Regions from separate parts of the Mus musculus genome. Here region 2 is linked to region 1. Evidence: chromatin contacts called from public HiChIP or PLAC-seq data. All regions are on one chromosome and are shown on one strand. The core of a region is the stretch at or near the end of the contact, and the rest is flanking DNA. Distances in the headings are between cores, read along the strand shown.

Evidence for each region. HiChIP or PLAC-seq counts read pairs in DNA pulled down with a chosen protein or histone mark.
Region 2: a contact with region 1 is called in a BATF HiChIP or PLAC-seq map of CD8 T cells, with 5 read pairs. The contact joins two enhancer-like sites. A contact is called at or near these places in 4 of 484 Hi-C or Micro-C datasets (the G1E-ER4 cell line, erythroblasts, large pre-B cells and 1 more), 5 of 115 datasets of contacts at active chromatin or transcription factors (CD8 T cells, effector CD8 T cells, hepatocytes and 2 more) and 1 of 9 other capture datasets (pancreatic islet).

The regions. Positions count from the first base shown.
Region 1 is chr16:49,503,122-49,506,168 of GRCm38.p6, reverse strand. No RefSeq gene overlaps it. Among named protein-coding and RNA genes, the nearest start is that of Gm4802, 92 kb to the right of the region's middle. Within about 2 kb of position 1,443, at least 87 of the 459 cell types and tissues checked have an H3K27ac peak or open chromatin away from gene starts, as enhancers often do. A contact at or near this core is called in CD8 T cells and pancreatic islet, where this site is marked.
Region 2 is chr16:49,874,862-49,877,908 of GRCm38.p6, reverse strand. All of the region lies in intron 2 of Cd47 (CD47 antigen (Rh-related antigen, integrin-associated signal transducer)), which reads right to left. Among named protein-coding and RNA genes, the nearest start is that of Cd47, 21 kb to the right of the region's middle. Within about 2 kb of position 1,603, at least 14 of the 459 cell types and tissues checked have an H3K27ac peak or open chromatin away from gene starts, as enhancers often do. A contact at or near this core is called in CD8 T cells and pancreatic islet, where this site is marked.

The DNA of each region.
Region 1 (3,047 bases), core at 194-2,693:
AATCAATGAATTTTGTAGCAAGGAATTTTAATTTATCCATTTCTAAGCTCATCTTCCTTGGGTGTATCTCAGAAGAGCAGAGTGTAGACCAGATAAGATGTACCATGAACTTGATCCGCCGTGTTCTCTTTTTGTACTCCTAATCATTTCATGGAAATGATAAAACAATATAGGGAAAACAAGAGCTGGTGCTTCCTAAGGATTCGGTATGCCCCTGTGGTGGCTTTTCTCCATTGTAAATGTTGATTAGATTGAGAGATGTCCAGGGGATCCATGAAGCACAGCTCTAAGTGTGACTATGATGGCGTTTCAGACATGAACAGATGGCGAAGCTTCTGAACTACTGAATTAATTACTTGATAGATTTGCAAAATGACTATTGAGAGATGGTAAAGGGCCGGGTAAATAGAGGAAGCAGGTCACTAGAAGCGTGTCCTTGGAAGGTCTATTTTGCATTGGCCTCTTTCTACGTTCCTTCCACTATGACAGGATGTGAATGTTTCTGATGCATCAATGTCCTGGATGTCACACAACACTAGAACCTCCCAGACCAGAAATCAAAATAAACATTTCCTCCCTTAAGCTTTATCTCACTGCTCTTTGGTGACAGGGAAGACAAAAGTGACCAACACGTCCCATCCATCCGTCTCAGCCCACTTTCTGCACTGGTGCCCTTCGTGCATGGTGACCATGAACATTGCTTGGTCCTGAGCTACTCCCTTTTCCTGTTGGTGAGATGGAGGTCAAGTGCAGGCACAAGGGTCCCGCCCCTTAGTCCATCCATCAACGTCTGAACAATCTCTTCCTTCCCTTTAGCCATGCCGATGAAAACATCTGTATAAATAAAACCCTAAACAGCTGAGTCGTCCACCGACGTGTAGAGGTCCTGACCAGAATGATGCGCACAGCACCCTGCCAACAGCAAGTGCTCAACCATTTGTAAATAAGTATTGTACACACATGCTACCTACTCAGATTTTTTAATATCATGTTTTTATTTATTTTAGAAAATAAGTATATAAATAAATACATATATGCAGTGTATGTTGATTTATCATCCTCTTCCCCACTTCTCCAAACTCACAGGGCCCCATCACGTCCTCCTTCCTGTTCCTTTTCGTGTCCTTTTTTATTTTTAAACACACTGAGCCCAATTACTGCTGCCCTATATGCGCGTGATGTCATGCCAACCACTACAGCATGGGCAACCTACCAAGGAGCACATCCCTGGAAGAAAAGGAACTATCCTCCCAGCAGCCATCAATAAGAATAGCTTGGAGGTGGGGCCTGTGAGTTCCACGCCCATCTCTGCTGGAATTTTGATTGGCTTGATTGCCTGCAGGCAACTAGGGCACCTTTGAGTTCCTGAGTGTGGAGGTCTTATCAAGTCTAGAGGAGGCTGTGTAACATCTGTTCCGTCATTTCCCTACCAATGGGTCCATGCTGGGTCACTCGGGAATTAGTGAGTTCAATCACAATTTGCTACATTATTAAGGTCTGGTCGAGTCTCCGCCCTCTGTTGCTTTCTCTGTCCCTTCAATTTTCTGGGTTCTGTATTATCAGACTGCCTGAGTTTCTATGGAGATTACAGAAGCATGACCTTGAACCTCATCCTGCTTTCTGGTGATAATTTCCTTTGAGGTCTAAAATTTGTCTTATTATTCTTGATTGCTTGGACTTTCGTGACTACATATATTTTCCCTTGGAATTCTACGCCCTTTCCTCCTTGCACTAGACTCAGACTGAATCACACGATTAGGGAAGGGCATTTGCTGCAATCTGCACTCGTACAGAGCAGCGAGGGTCTGGGGTGGTGCGCACTGTTTTGTGAGATGCTCATCTGTCCTTTCTGGATGTACTGATTATAGCCACTGTGAGTCATCAGCTAACGCGCGTATACTGAGCTCATGCCAGAGCCTCAGCCGCCCCTTCCTTTTCCCGCCCATCACAGCTCATGATCCCTTCAGCTTTCTCCTCTTAACCTTAGCTGTTTGGATCTCTGACTTCCTTTGCACTGATGATTATAATTGGGAAGCTGTTCTCCGACATTCGGATGTACCTGATGCGACACAGACTCTCTGCGGATTCAGTTTCCTCACAGAGTTTATTTATAGCTGAGGTTTGACGTTACCTGAAATCAAGCTTTTTTTTTTTTTCTCCCTTGCAAAAGTACTTTCAGTTTTTGTTCTTTGTGGAAGGAAGTAGGACAGACTTCAAGGCACAGTATTTTTGCAGTGCATCAGAACCTTCTTTGAGAGCTTGATTCGCAGTCTTTCAAGTAGACCAGATTTTCTCACCACAGTCAATTCTATGAAATGCCAGAAAGCAAGAGCTAGGCTAACTCAAACACACAAGCAGCCAAATTTAGCTTGACACCCTTATTAAATATTGACCTCATGGGAACTGAGGCTGAAAACAACCTTTGAGAAAGAAGCCAGTCTACACATTAATGGGCTTCCTTTGTTTTGGTTTTGACTGTCCTTTAGTTGCCTAGCCAATATATTGAAACCAAGTTAAACTTCAGGCTCAAACGATTTCCTTTTTAACACATAGCTTTGACCTAGGGGAACTAATCAGATAGATAATATAATTGTTGTTAATCACCCGAGTTTGTAATTGTACCTTTGATCTGTATGCTGAGAAACACTTTGGCAATGTTGACTCCCTCCCCTCCCTCCCCACCTTCTGTAGTTGGTGGGCTTTTTGTTTTGTTTTTGTTTTGATTTGTTTTATCTCCCACCTTCCCCCTAGAAGCTAAGCAACATAATGTGTGAAGTCACCAACTTGCCATGACAGAATAAAGAAGAGATCCAGCAAATGGGAGCCTATGTCACTTAGTTACACTAACACCATTAACACTCAGTCCTTTCAGTAGGGATGCATCAAGCAGCCATAGTTTTGCCTTTGCCCTTTCCCTGTAGCAGGCAGGGACTTGCAAACACTTCTTTCTTTCTCATCTGACAGGTGTTTCTTCCATGCTTCAGCATCTTCAGTTTTTTGACACCTAAGAAAGGGATTTGAATTCAAGGATACTCGAATTCTCTCTC
Region 2 (3,047 bases), core at 354-2,853, 370 kb before region 1:
CAGTTTATAGCACAGTGAGGACAACAGAACGTACAACAGTGTTAATCTGATCTCTAAACGCAAAATCCAGAAATCTTAGGTCGTTAGAGTAACTATTATAGGTTTTCTGTACCATTGCTAATAGGAATATTAATGAGTAATTTTAATTTTCATTATTTACATATTTTTATAAATGTTTTCATAGTTGTTATATCTTATGCTATTTTTTTTTCAAGCCAGGGAAATCCAGGTTAAGGTCCTGGAAGTGTGTTTGACCTTGAACACATTACTTGAATCTCATTTGCTTTCTGTACTGAGAAGAGGTAACACCCACATCGGTGTCCCAGCGTTTTGAGCAAAGCATAGCACACGACATAAATAACACATCTGGGATGCACTCACACAAATGGGAGGCCATTCCCCCCTTGCCATCTCTTCTGTACTCACTAACTAGAACCTTGAAGTAGCATCTTATCATTGAGTCCATACGGCCGGCCTCAGCACCCGGCCGACCCACAATCAGCACCTAACGAATATTTGTCAAAGAGATACCTTATTTCTAGCCCAGAATGCAGTGATGGAGATGGCATCTTCATTTTGCTGCTAAGAAAAATTGAGGACTAAAGACTGAGAGTATGTGACTACTGAATGCACGGCCATAAATGGGACACTGTACCACCATCTGCAAAGCTCAGAAGGGGGAAGAAAAATAATGTAAGAGCCCGAGGACAGGGCTTAGTATTGTGGAATACTGTCTTCCAAGCAGGACAAAGCCATTGTTCTACTGAACGCACAACAACTATGATTACATACACAAGATCTGCCCAAGATTGGAGCTGTCGATGTCCTGTGATGGAGGGGAGAGGGACTCACAAGGTCTCACCCTTCTCTGAGAATCTACAGCCGCTTGACAGTATTAAGAGTTGAAGGAGACATGATTTTAGAGCTTTGTTCGTTTTTGTTTGTTTGTTTTGTGGTATTCTGTTACATCTTTGCACAGCCTCAAGGACTTGACCTAACTGAGATAACAAGAGAACCAAGAAAAGACAAACATGCACAGCCAGCCAGATAGTAAGATATGCTGGGCCCTCTGATGGGAAGACTGCAGCACTCTCGAAGCCCAGCACGCTTACTTTATACAGTTGAATAAGCAGACAAGGATATGACTTACAACTAAACACGGACATTTAGCTAACTTGGATAGCAACAGTCTCCATTAGGGGAGCAGCTTTTAGGCTATAAAATATCAGAGAGAGGGGATAAAGCTATGGTGGGCATTTTCTGCACAGACTACCAGTATCCTCGTGGACCAGGCAAAAAAGGCTTTGCCCTTACTCTGAGCCTCACCCCCCAAGGGGTGACATCACCCTTTGTCATTTTCCTATGGACCCTGATATGGCCATGGGCGTGTCAACAGCCCATACTCATTCAAGACTTTGCCACTCAGGTGTCCACCACTCCTCACAGTATAGACACTGCTAAGTCGTTCCTGCTCTTGTATGTAAGCATCCTCCCCGCAAAACACACACAACACACATACAAACACACAGACACACACACCCAATGTTTCTAAAAGCAACCCTTACAAAAGTCTTTGGATCACATACTCATACTCAAAGAGGATGTGAAAGAAGATGGGGAACTATTTGGAAGGAAGATTGGAGATCAGTGGGAACAGGACAGAGAGGGTAATGGGGGTGAATACAATCAAAATAAATTATACACATGAATGAAAACCACTATTCAATAAACACTAATAACCATTTTAAAGATCCTGAACACAGGGTAAGTTGAGCCTCTTAAGTTTTCCCAGGTTAGAAAATGATGAAGTATAAAACAAAAAGGGGGGAAACAAAAAGCTTTCTCTGAACTCAAGTCCTGAAGCACTGGCCTAGAAACATATGAATGTCACTCAGTGTTTGCACACTGTCAGCTCCTGTGCTCCAAAGCAACAAATGCTCACCATTACCTGTGTTCTACTGAGTGGAATTCAATTACATCCTGGATAATTTCTCTTTCTTGTTTACGCTTACATTTGCACAAAAAGCACAACACAGTAAAAATGATTTGTAATACCTAAATCTCCAAGTCCACAAAACAAACATCATCCTGGTAACAAACACATATTCTTCCCAAAATGATGTTGTATGCCAAGGTTTCTTTTACTGACTCCTTTTCCCACTCAAAATGGCTCCAAGAACAAAGAGTCAACCTACAGGATGGGGGAATACCTTTCGTAACAATGTGCTGACAGGGGATTATCGCCGAAATCCTACAAAGAACTCCAAAAATTAAACACCAATTCATCTGGTCAACAACTGAACAGAGTTCTCAGAAAGAAATCATCCAGTTAGCAAATCATCCCAAGGCAACCACTTAACAAGTGAGCTTGAGACCCGAACGGTTTTCAGAGGGAGAAAGACAAAGAAATGAAAGAACACGTGAAGAAATGTTAAACATCCTTAGCTTTGAGATTCCATCTCATTCTAGCCAGAATGCCTAGCATTAGGAAAACAGACAATAAATACTGCTAAGGATGTATGGAAAGTGGAGCCTTTACACACACAATGGAAATCAGTAAAGATGTCCCTCCAAAAACTAAAAGTAGAACTACGACACGCTCTATCTATGAGTCCTCAGTAAACCTGAGGGATTCTTATATTGCTGCACTACTCACAATAACCAAGGCAAGAAAATAGCCCGCATGGCCATCAACAGAGAAAAAAATATGGTATATACACACAATGGAGTTTTATTCAGCTATAAGAATAAAATTATGACAGCTTCGGGAAATTAGAACTGGGGGTCATTGTGGTAAGTAAAACAAGCCATCCTCACCTGTCCCTCTTGTTTTACATACATTTACACATATGTAAATGATTAAGTGTTTGTATGTAAAACATGCAAATAGAAGACCTTGAGAAGGTTCTGTAGGTCTAAAGCAAACAGAGACAGAAACAGGATGATGGGCTACATGGGACATCAAAGCTGATGTAAAGATGAGTTGTAGGGGTTAAGGTCAGGGGAGGGCAGTAAGGGAAACAGATAAGAACAAAGTCTAATGGTAT